Regions from separate parts of the Oryctolagus cuniculus genome. Here region 1 is linked to region 2. The links are chromatin contacts, called in public Hi-C maps. All regions are on one chromosome and are shown on one strand. Each heading gives the region's core, a stretch centred on a gene start, on an enhancer-like site or on the middle of the called end of the contact. The rest is flanking DNA. Distances are from core to core; before and after follow the strand shown.

Evidence for each region. Hi-C and Micro-C count contacts between places; a contact is called where the count stands out from the background.
Region 1: a contact with region 2 is called in a Hi-C map of an unstated tissue, with 2.4 times the contacts expected there. The contact joins two enhancer-like sites. A contact is called at or near these places in 2 of 6 Hi-C or Micro-C datasets (psoas muscle and an unstated tissue).

Annotation. Positions count from the first base shown.
Region 1 is chr4:62,770,388-62,776,320 of mOryCun1.1, forward strand. All of the region lies in intron 1 of BBX (BBX high mobility group box domain containing), which reads left to right. Among named protein-coding and RNA genes, the nearest start is that of BBX, 59 kb to the left of the region's middle. Within about 2 kb of position 3,869, at least 1 of the 8 cell types and tissues checked has an H3K27ac peak or open chromatin away from gene starts, as enhancers often do.
Region 2 is chr4:62,404,617-62,410,772 of mOryCun1.1, forward strand. The region is part of intron 1 of LOC103350563 (a long non-coding RNA gene); the gene reads left to right. Among named protein-coding and RNA genes, the nearest start is that of CCDC54, 140 kb to the right of the region's middle. Within about 2 kb of position 2,350, at least 1 of the 8 cell types and tissues checked has an H3K27ac peak or open chromatin away from gene starts, as enhancers often do.

The sequences.
Region 1 (5,933 bases), core at 2,619-5,118, 370 kb after region 2:
ATTTTCTCTCTTGTTTAGTTATATAATTTCAGTTAAACATAGTAAACTCCTTTATTGTTCTATTAGCTCTACCTTCTGTATTTCATGGACTCTTTAGTTGTAAACCAAATGATGAACCATTACTTAATCAAAAAAATTAAAAATATATTTAACATATTAGAATATTTAAAATTGAAAATATTTTAGTATTAGCTTCAGTTGACATTTTGTTGTCAGTATTCATAGACAATATGATTATCCAGAGACTGCTTGATTATATCACTTTTCTGGTGAATAAGATGTTTTTGCACTATATTTTAGAGAAAAAAATTCTACAGTTCACAAATGCTTCATTTCTGGCAAAATTACTTGCTTTATGCCCACATTGACCATCTGATAGGGCTGATATCTGTAATCTTCAGAAGTATATTAAGTACATAATACAAGTTAGCATTCTAGTTTCTACTGAAACATCACATTAACCACATCTTTCTTCTAGATTTTTGGCTTTAAATAAGTATAATTTCCATGGCTAAAAAATTTCTTAAATAAGAATCATCTTTCACAATATCTGCTGATGTAATCTGATATTATAGTAATTTTATTGGATAATTATGTATTTAGTTCTTGAATAACATAGTTTCTCAAAACTTTTTAATAAAAGTTAAGTATCAAGTTCTCTAAATGTAGATAAATGACCACATGATAGGAATGCTTCTTGCATATTTGACAGTTTAAAATGTGATGAGAAAAACATGTGGTGATTACCAAGGAGTACACAGTGAGTTCAGAAAAACACAAACACAAACATAAAGACACCAAATGTGTTTAATGCTATCCATCCATGTTCTCATTTGATTTTTCACAACAAACTGTTGGTGGTGGTAGTCAGGGTTGTCTTGTTATTGTTGTTGATGTAGGAAAAGGAAGGCTCAGGCTACACCAGTGCCAGTCTAAAGTGGGGGTGTTTCATAATTGCAGCGCTATAACTGGAACCTCCTCCTGTCTGTAACATTTTCTTAAAGTTAAATGGTTATGGCTGGCGCCACGGCTCAATAGGCTAATCCTCCGCCTGCGGTGCCAGCACATCGGGTTCTAGTCCCGGTCGAGGTGCCGGATTCTGTCCCGGTTGCCCCTCTTCTAGTCCAGCTCTCTGCTGTGGCCCGGGAGGGCAGTGGAGGATGGCCCAAGTCCTTGGGCTCTGTGCACACATGGGAGACCAGGAGAGGCACCTAGCTCCTGCCTTCGGATCAGCGCGGTGTGCTGGCCGCAGCGCGCCGGCCGTGGCGGCCATTGGAGGGTGAACTAACGGCAAAGGAAGACCTTTCTCTCTGTCTCTCTCTCACTGTCCACTCTGCCTGTCAAAAAAAAAAAAAAAAAAAAAAAAAAAAAAGTTAAATGGTTACCTCATGAATTTTGTTGCCACAACCATTTGTGTTTTCCTAAATATATTTAAGAGTCAAAACACTATCCATGTTTTCTTGAATGAATGACTTTTTAACCAGAACACTGTGCTATCTGAAAATACTCAAAAATTTGTAATTTTGATTTATTGACTTCACGAATTCTCTGACTTGTGAAATTTTTTATCTTCAGTTTTGCTTTAGAGGTCTTTTGTATGTGTGACAGATGTATGGTGCAGTTAAGCTTGTTTGTGTATTATACGTATATGAAAGCCAAAATTTAAAAGGATTTGTAGAACTAGGAGCAAGGGGACACAAATTGGACAAAACTGTGAATTGAACGTGTATTTACTTTTGACAATTATGTATTTTTGGGGTATAAGTCAAAATTTTAAGGATCCACTGTTTGATCAATTAAACTATCCAGTTATTTTTATCTTGTTGTTACAGGTTTTTGTTTTAGCATTAGCAGTTGTTTTTTTGACTACAAAGAGCTGACCAAAACTATTAACTTCTTTTCTCCCAAAGATCTTTTTATTTTTTTAAAGAATATTTTTACTTGAAAGTCAGAGTTACACAGAGAAGGAGAATCAGAGAGAGAGAGAGAGAGAGAGAGAGAGGTCCTCATTCACTGGTTCACTCCCGAGATGGCCACAACGACCGGAGCTGCACCCATCCAAAGCCAGGAGCCAGGAGCTTCTTCCTGGTCTCCTACGCGGGTGCAGGGGCCATCTTCTACTGCTTTCCCAGGCCATAGCAGAGAGCTGGATTGGAAGTGAGCAGCCGGACTCAAACCGGTGCTCATATGGGATGTCGGCATTGCAGGCAGCGGCTTTACCCATTACGCCACAGTGCCGGCCCATCTCCCAAAGATCTTTATAAACATTAAGCCAAAAGAATATGGTACCCTATTAGAATGGTTTCACACTTAAAAATAAAGAACCTAAGAATCACATAAACACACAAAAAACCAACAATTAAACATGTTTTACTGTATCTCTGAGAGGTGAATAAAATTTGTAGCTATAAATCTTAGTAATAAAAACACTAAAATGGATCCCTAACATACGTGCTCTTTGAAGAGGAAGGAGTGGACGTAGGTCTTTTGGCTGAGTGTGGAGCACAGCATAATTCACCTAGCTAGAGAGTAAACCCACATGTTCAATGTGTCAAAAGAGCATTCCTAAAGGAAACAGTGGTAGAAACAGAAGGGGACACCAAATATGTAACGATATTCTGCTGCTGTCTTCCCAGAAGAGGGATTTGAGGTTTACATTAAGGCTGTATGACTTTGGGCAAGTCAGTTAAACTTGGTAAATCTAAGTGGGGCGATCATAGTACCTGCCTCATTGACTGCTGGGAGTAAGAAATAATGGAATAACAAATAGTGAAATAAAATATGTATATGGCTTCTGTATGTCTTAGCCCAGGGTATTCTCTCAGTAACTAAAAATAAATAAATAGTGGTTCTTATTACTGTAATAAGTTTAAATGAAAATTAATGCAGGATGTTCAGTGATAGTAAATGGAGTGGAAAAGAAATAGGAAATGAGTGAACAGTAGATATCTAGACACCCTAAAGACTTAGCAATTGATGTGATGTGGGTGTTAAAATAAGGGGACACCAGGGTGATGGTTGAATAGCATTGTCCCTTACCCTTACCCAATAAAGTAGAGTTTTCAAAGAAACATCAGTGAGGTAAAGAAGTAGGTGAAAAATATTAATAACATTTTTATGTTTTTATTACACATTTGTTTTAATGTATTTTGAAAATGTTTTTAGGTAAAGGATGCACACACACACACACACACAGACACACACACACTTTTCCTCTCCTGGCTAGCAATTCAAGTTTTTCAGTACTAATTTGTTTGGCTACTCAGTGTCCTCTCTGAAGAGTTAAATGACAAAATTCTTGCTCTGTTTTAAAGAATCAGCACTTCTTTAAGATAAACAGCATCTAGAAGCCTGGCCAGGTACACTCATACACTGTTGAGAGGGAGACATGGGGGGAGCAGTCAGGAAGCATGTAGGTGGGAAGGGTTTCCTGTTTCCAGGCAACAGCGAGGAGCTACAGACGGCAAGCAACTTGAATATAAATTCATTCAGGAGAGGACATTTTACCACCCTGCCTCCTAGGCAGTGGGGGCACAGGCTTGACTCTGGAAGAAAGGGTGGAGCTTAAACTTCGTTTGTCAATGGTCGAAGTTACTAGAAACCCATTTCTCTTTAGGTTCTGTGAGTACAAAAAGTATCACCAACTAGTGGCCAGATTAGAATTTTATAGTGTTTTAAAAATAATAGCATCACATTTCTCTTGCTTCTTATTTTCCAGAAGCACGGGGCTTTCTGAGCCTTCATTTTCCTGTCTGCTTAGAGAGCAGAGGGGCTCATTTGCCCAAGAGCAGGCTCTGTCTCCGCCTGGCTCCATCTGCAGGAAGGAGGGAGAAGCACAGCTCACCGGGCTGGAAAGGGAGGTGCTTCCTCCTCTGCAGAAGCCAGTCCAGAGATTGACAGTGAGCACCGGAGAGAAGTCCCTCCTGTTCCCGGGGTCATGGAGCGTGGGGGCTTGTCCCTTGCTTGTGATACTTCACCTGCCCATGAAACACAGGAAGGTAGCAGGTTGCCAGAGTGGAAGGAGGCATTTGCTGGAGGCAGCTACCTGATTGGGGTGGACTAGTTCCGAGGCTTTTGAGATATTAAGAAAAATTGTTGATTACATATTGCCCCCCCCCCCAACGATTTTGTAGCTGATGTGTAAATTCCATGGACCCCCGAGGGACCCTCTTGTTTTATACTCCAGTCCATTACAGCGTCGGGGGGAGGGATTATGTAGGCTGAGTAGAGGGTATGTGTAGAATGCACACGTCCCTTTTCTCACTTTCACACCGTGTCTCATCGAGAGTTGCTGAGATGAGCTCCTTTGCTCTTAAAATCTGCTTTTCGTTGTTTCATTATACTGCTTATGTTTAATTTTTTCTTGAAAATCTAAGTCAGATGACTGGTGCTGTCGAGAGGTGAGGAAGCACCTGCGCTAGCCCTGAGCTGGGATTTGTCCTCTGCTCAGGCAGGAAGAGAAAAGCGAGTGCTGCTGTTGGAGCCTGCCTGAGCAGTTGCATGTTTTATCGCTGGGTCTGGAGCCTCCGTTAGTGACTTGTGCCCTGACTGTAGCTGCCTTACACCCAGTAGCTGGCTACAGGGCCACAGAAAGAACTGCCCAGACGCTTGAGCAAACACAGGGGGTGCAAGCTTTACATTGGATCCCCTCTTGTCATGTGTGCAAGGATGAATCATTCCGTGAAGGGTCTAATCTGTCTCCTTATTGTCCTGTCTGGAAGGGTCACATTATTTAAGTGTAACTCCTGAGAGCCTGCCAGATACATTCAAACAAATGCTGATGGATGCTCTGCAGTCCCTCCCATCCCAACAGATTTCTTTATGCTTCTTTTTATGTAGACACTTAACCTATGTTGAGGGTGCCTCTTTTATTACCAGAGAGAAGAAGTTTAAGGGATTTAATCCTCCCTGTTTATAATGTTTGTTCCTCCCCAGTTTGGTACCTCCCCCCATCCCCCATTTCTGTTACTTGTGCTCTTAACTGCCTTGTGGGACATTAAGAAAGTACCTATGATAGATTAAGTATCTTTAGTTTCACTCTCATTTTTCTATAAATCTTTAAATCTAGTATTAGGAACATAAGTTGACAAGCTCTGCATTATTTTTGTTAATTATTTCATAGATTTTTTTTTGCATAACTTTGGATTGTATTTGAAAAGCTCATTTTAAATCAGCACAACAGGTTTTAAAAACCAAATAATCATTTATGTAAAAGTTGAGTTACTTATGATATTATATAGGTAGTTATTTGAGTCTAGTTCATTTTAATCATTTGATGTTAGTTATAGAGACAAATTTCAGGTATAGAAAATTATGAAAGATTAATGTAGTAAGAGGAGACTTTTATGCATTGTGCTTTTTTAATGAGAAAATAGAGTTTCACTTATGAGGCATTAATGTTGACTGTTTATGTGATTTTTAAAGATATTGCTTCTGATGCATTTTGGACAGAAGATAATTTTTATAGATAGTTTTTGTTAATTTTTTTCTTATTCTCACCATTTTCTTTGTTACTTTTCTTCAAATGTTCAATTTTGTTATTTATGTAAGTACATTTATGTGATAATATGTGCTAACAATTTACTGTACTGAAGATTCAAAAGATTTCCATTTGGGATTCAGTTGGTAAAAGAATATTATCTTCCAATATCATTTATACACCAACTCTTAGTTTAATTCATAATCGTTAAATATTTACCAAATATATGGCTGTTATATATGTATTTTGTCCAGAAAGAAATATGCTATGCTTATAAAATATTAAGTAATCAATATTTTAAACAACTGATAAGTTTTATGAGTTTAATTTTGTAATTTTACAAATAAATGTTTAAATATGAAAGACCTAAAATCAACCTGCTCTATGTTCTAAGGCTAACCTTTTTAATTAACTATTATTCACCAATGATTCTTGAATGAGTTTTGTTTGAAAG
Region 2 (6,156 bases), core at 1,100-3,599:
GTAGCTTGGACATAAGTATGTCTGTGATCGTCAGTAGTTAGATTGCCAAAAGTTTTACATATTTGCTCTCTCAGCGGTGTTGTGTACTCAGTGCCCCCACATCCTCACCAACACTGGGGATTGTGTGGCCTTGATTTCCAGTTCTATGATGATGATTAATGATAAAGAGTGTTTTTCTTATTATTATTGGCCAATTGGATATCTCATTTAATACAGCTTTTTAGATATTCACCCATTTTTCTATTGGATTATTTATCTTTTTCTGTTCTTTCTGAACGCTGCATACAAACACCTTTTCTAATAGACGGTTCACATTTAACTATCTCGTAATCAGATTTTGATAAAAGTAAATTTTAGTTTTTATTGAAGTTAAATTTACAGATCTTCCTCCATGACTGCGTGTCTGCTCCTGAGTTATAAACATGTGTATTCTTTGCTTGTATTTTGTATTAAAAAATAAGAAAAAGAACCCTTTACTGTTGAACATGTTGGCATTGTTCCTTTTTTTTTTTCCTCTTTTAGGGACATTTTGAAACACATTATTCTTTTTCTGTTGTTTTTTCCTTTTATAAATTTGTTTTTAAAAGGCTTTATAAAGGGCCTTTTACAACCACCACCCGCCTCCCACCCCCATTCTTTTTCCATGATTACTGCCTTTGCTGATCTGTAAGAAATTATTGCCTACTCTAAGGTCACAATGACTTTCTCCTGTGTTACCATCTGGGAACTTGTCTTTTCTTTGAACACTTACATCTAATAATATGTACAATTGATTTTGGAGTGTGATTTAATTAAGGACTGATTTTTTTTTTCACATATTGCATCCCCTTGACCAGTGTCATTCTTGAGAAAAAAAATTAACCTTTTGTTATTGTTCTACAAAATCACTTTTATCATAAATCCACAGAAACAGATCTATAGATATTAGAATTAGTAGACAAGGAGTGTAAAATAACTGCCAAATGTGCTAAAGAATCTTATTAAGGGTGGATATAATAAGTAAAGACATAGGAAATTTCAATAGAAACACAAAACAAATAATATAAAAAGGTTAAAATGGAAATCCTACAGCTGAAACACGTAATTGAAATTATTTGATAGGATTATTAATAGATTTGACACATGGTAGAAAGAATCATTAAACTTGAAGAAAAATCATTAGAAATCATCCAGATTTAATGTATGTGGAGAAGCAATAAGTTTAACTCAACAGAGCATCAGTGATTTGTGAGATAGTGTCAGTAAGTCTAATATACACAAAACTGGGCTCCCAGAATGTAAAGAGAGAATATGAGGCAGAAAAATATTTACAAAACCTTGCCAAGTTTGATCAAATATATTTTATCTAGAACGTTTACTTGTTTTCAGTGAGAAGTTGATCCCAGTATCAGATTGCCATTAATGGAATTTAGAAGTTAACATAAATGAAGTTCTATATGAGTGATCCACAAGACATTTTTAAAGTCACATAAAATGTGGAAAAATATCTTGTTAGATGGGACTGTCCTGAGCATAGCTATACCTTTTTATTTTTTTTAATTTATTTATTTGACAGGTAGAGTTACAGACAATGAGGGAGAGAGACAGAGAGAAAGGTCTTCCTTCCGTTGGTTCACTCCCCAAATGGCTACAACGGCCAGAGCTGCGCCAATCCAAAGCCAGGAGCCAGGTGCTTCTTCCTGGTCTCCCATGCGGGTGCAGGGCCCAAGCACTTGGGCCTTCCACTGCCCTCCCGGGCCACAGCAGAGAGCTAGACTGGAAGAGGAGCAACCGGGACTAGAACTGGGTGCCTATATGGAATGCTGGCGCTGCAGGCTGAGGATTAACCTAGTGCGCCATGGCGCTGGCCCCTAGCTATACTTTACAATTAAATGTTGCCTACCCACTAAAAACCAGTAGCACCATCCCCATCATGGTAAAATGGTGCAGTTTTTCAGAGCCTCCCACCATGCAGGAAACGACCACACTTGCCCTGAGAGCCCCTCTCTCACAGTACCCGCCATGGCGTCCTCCTTCCATGCCCCTTCCAGCCTCATCTTCTGGGATGAGGCTCCTGAGTCTCAAACCACTGGCCTCCTTCTCAGGGCACTGGGGATTGCTCTTCTGCCCTCCAGAATGCTCCTCCCGGGAATTTCCACATGAGATGTAAGTTTTCTCAGTGAAGGCTTGTAGATTAAAGAAAAACACCAGAAACTTGTACATTCTCGCCCCATCTGAGCTCCTTTGCTAGGGCTACCACAGCAAAATGCCATAGACTGGGTGTCTTAAGCAACAGAAATTAGCTTTCTCAGTTCTGGAGGCTTTTAGAAGTTCAAGACCAAGATGTCAGCAGGTTTGATTTCTCCTGAGACCTCTCTCCTTGACTTGCACTTGGCTGCCTTCCTGGGATTTTTCCTCCGTACGAGTCCCTAGTGCCTGTTTGTGTGTCCAGAATTCCACTTACAAGGACATTAGTTACATTGGATTGAGGCCCACACTAAGGGCCTTAGCTTTCCTCCTTAAAAGTCTCTTTTCTCCAAATACAGTTACCTTATGAAATCCTGTGGGATTAGGACTGCACTGTATGGATTTTGTAGGGGAGAATGCAGTTGGGCCCTTAACCATCCCTGGTTGATTTTTATCCATAGCCCTTATTTTAAATATAATGTATTTTCATTATTGTTTTATTGTCTCACCTAGGGTTCTACTAGATTACAGATTCCATGAGAGAGGAATTCTAATGAGTTTTTTCTCTGTAGTGTCTTCAGAACCTCAGATGAGTTGAAAAATTACAGTTGTTGATGTTTTTTACTCAGGGCCAGCATCTGTGCAACTTCAGTTGATTCTTAATAACTCCCTTTATATTTCAGGACATTCTTTCATTTTTTCATGAATTAAGAAAGCCCTGATTGTATTCCAGTAATTTATGCATTGCTAAGTTATGTTTGAGTTTCTTAGCAGAAAGAATTACAGCAGGAAAAGATCCAGCTTTTTACAGAGTGATATGCCTGTTTCCAAAGCAACAAAAACCTTCCCCTGATTAGGCAGACTGAGGGCTCTTCCATTTGTAGTGGGAATCTCATCAAACTGCTAAGGACCACCGCACAGAGAAACAGGCCCTAGCTCCATCGTGGCAAGCAAAGATGCCTGTTCAGTTGTGTGCTAACTGTACCAATTGCTTTTGCTTATATTATTTTTTTCTCTAGGTGGTCAGATTCAGGATGGAGCTTTCAAAAACAAAGATGAAAACCTGAAGGAGCTGCCAACTGAGTGTTCCTTTGTAACATCTGCACTGCAAGGAAAAATTACGTTCCTGCCTTGTGTCGTCTAACAACAACCTATTTAGCCATTGTTTTAATCTAGGTTATTCTTGAAAGCAGAGGCTGAAACAAGGTAAATGCTTTCTATTCGGTAATCTGACCCCAGGGAGCAGGGATGATGGGGGAGTGAACAGGAAAGAAAGCAAAAGAAAACCCAGGCTGGGGCCAGCGCTGTGGTGTAGTGGACTAAGTCTCCACCTCCACCTGTGATGCCGACATCCCATATGGGCACTGGTTCCAATCCTGGCTGCTCCTCTTCTGATGCAGCTCTCTGCTATGGCCTGGGAAAGCAGTAGAAGATGGCCCAAGCACTTGGGCCCCTGCACCCTGCAGCCGCCCCTGGCTCCTGGCTTCAGATCTGCACAGCTCTGTCCATTCAGATCTGCACAACTCCAGCCATTGTGGCCATTTAGAAAGTGAACCAGAGGATGGAAGACCTCTGTCTCTGTCTCTCCCTTTGTCTGTAACTCTACCTCTCAAATAAAAAGGAAAAAAAAAAAAAAAAGAAAGAAAACCCAGGCAAAATAAGGTAGTGTTAACAAGTGGTCCACCAGTGTTAAGGCTAACTTAATGTAGAACCTTCTCATAATTCTTATTAAGCATTGCTCAGAACTGCCTGGCTAAGGGGTCACGGGGAGAAGCTTTTATCTATCAGCATCATTTCATATGTACTGAAAGTTGCTCCCAGGGGGCGTGAGGCCCACATTCCTCTGGGCTGCAGAGACAGGAGAGCACAGCTGGAACCATGGTGTCACACACTGCTTCACCAGAGAAGGCATGGGACAGGAAACTGGATTCTTGGTGCATGCTTGAAGTGAGGCACTGTCAGCCCAGAGCAGGGTAAAAGCTTCCTAGAATTGTTCTTGAGAGCTGTGGCTGGAATCGGGTTGAAATGAGAAAGCACACAAGAGGCATCTGATAAGCCTGCAGAATACACTGTTAGGCTTGTCTAAATCTGTTTCTTCCCTTATTTCTATGCTCCGGTTTTTGGCATCCAGTACAAGGCCAGCAGAAGAGTTAAATAAGAAGGTTAAATGTTTTGGAAGGTACGTGTTTCTAACAGTTTTGAGTCATGTTTATAAGAGGAAGTGACAGTGAAACTTGAATTTTGTTTAACATTTTACTTGAAAAATGTGACCACTGGGAAAGGATTGTGTATCTTCTTATCTTACATAATTTCAGAAACAATCATGAGTTATTTGGAGAAAAGTTAAAAAATAAAATTTAATCATTTCTTGTGTCTTTGTGAGCTTTATAAATCAATGTCCTTAACTTTTCCTAAGATGCTGTTTTCTTCTGTCAAATAGCACTAGTGATAGCTTCCAAGTAATGAAGGGAAAACTAGAAGAAGCATGGGATAAAAAGAATTATGATAATTTCCATCATGTGAAGGGTTAGCATTGATATTGGTTGGAATACAAGGGAAACTGAGTGATTCCTCTTTGAGGCCCCATCTTCTAGAAATAGTTGGTCACCATCTTCCTCTGCTTGCCATCAATAAGATGAAGGCTTTGTTCTTCAACTCAATATGTGTTAGCTTCTGCCATGTGCTGAGGGTACCTCAACAAGTTCATGGGAAAATGGAATTAAAAACCATGCATGATTTCTTTGTAATATAAGTTTTCCATGAACTTGAACTTCTTGAAGACCCCTCATATGCATGGATCTTAAAATTTGTTTGCACCAAAATAAACTTCTCTTTTAATTCCCTTTTCCACAAAATTTTTGAAATACCCTCATATATACACATCTCAAAACTCATGTAATCTCTCAAGAGCCAAAACAAAGATCAGTGAGGAGGAAAGGCTGCAAAGAAAAAACTGCAGAAATCCACAGAGATCCCATTGTTGAACACTAACCTTAACAATTCTCAAAACTAACATGACACTGGAAAACATTTCATTACTGAGAACTCCATGTATGCGTGAAAGATCTCAGAAATGTTACATAGGTAGGACCAGACTAGCCTGATTAAAATTACACCACTTGTCCCCTCTTACTTCACTCCTCTCAAAACAAGCCTAAAATCGGTCAAAGTAAAACAAAGCTGATCCACAACTAACTACCTGCCAGGACAATGCCCAAATTTGTTATTTTGCAACTTCTGAGAAGCATGTGCAAAGATGGGATTATTTTTAACAGATTTTTGGCGAAATGCTTCTGAATGCTGAAAGGCAGAGTAAGCAACATGAGATAGAATACTCAGACTCCATAACATGCCTGAACCCGGTGAGGGTGTGATGTTTAACTCTTATTTATGTCAACTTATATTTGTCCAAACATTATTTCTGGCTGTTTCAGGGTGTTTTCTGGTGAGATTAGGATTTGAATTGATGGACTGAGTAAAGTAGATTGAGAGTCCCAGCATGAGTGGACATCATCTGATATGTTGAGGTCCCAAATAAAACAAAAAGTTGGCAGAAGGCTTAATTCTCACTACAGAATTGTTGTGTTCCAAGACTCGGACTGACACTGTCAGTGCTCCCAGCTGTCAGGACTTTAAACAGCAGCTCATGGGTCTTCTCAGCCTCCATAATGGTGTGAGCCAATTCCTTATAATAAATGGGATAGGTGGTATATTGCTGGATGATACTGTTGGGTCTGTGTCTCTTGAGAACCGTGACTAATAAAGTAGTAAGAAAGGTTAAGTACCAAAAGACTTAGCCTATAGCATAGTTTAATAAAGTTTAAGGTCAACTGATGAACTGTCAAGCCAAAGTTGCTGGCATGAGTATAGCAGCTACTTTCCATTGTTGTTCTGATAGGAACCACCCATAGGAAATGCAGCCTTGGCATGGAAGTATGAACAGAGTCAGAGCAGTAGCTAGGACCCCCGGTTGAGCTCCTCTCAGCACAG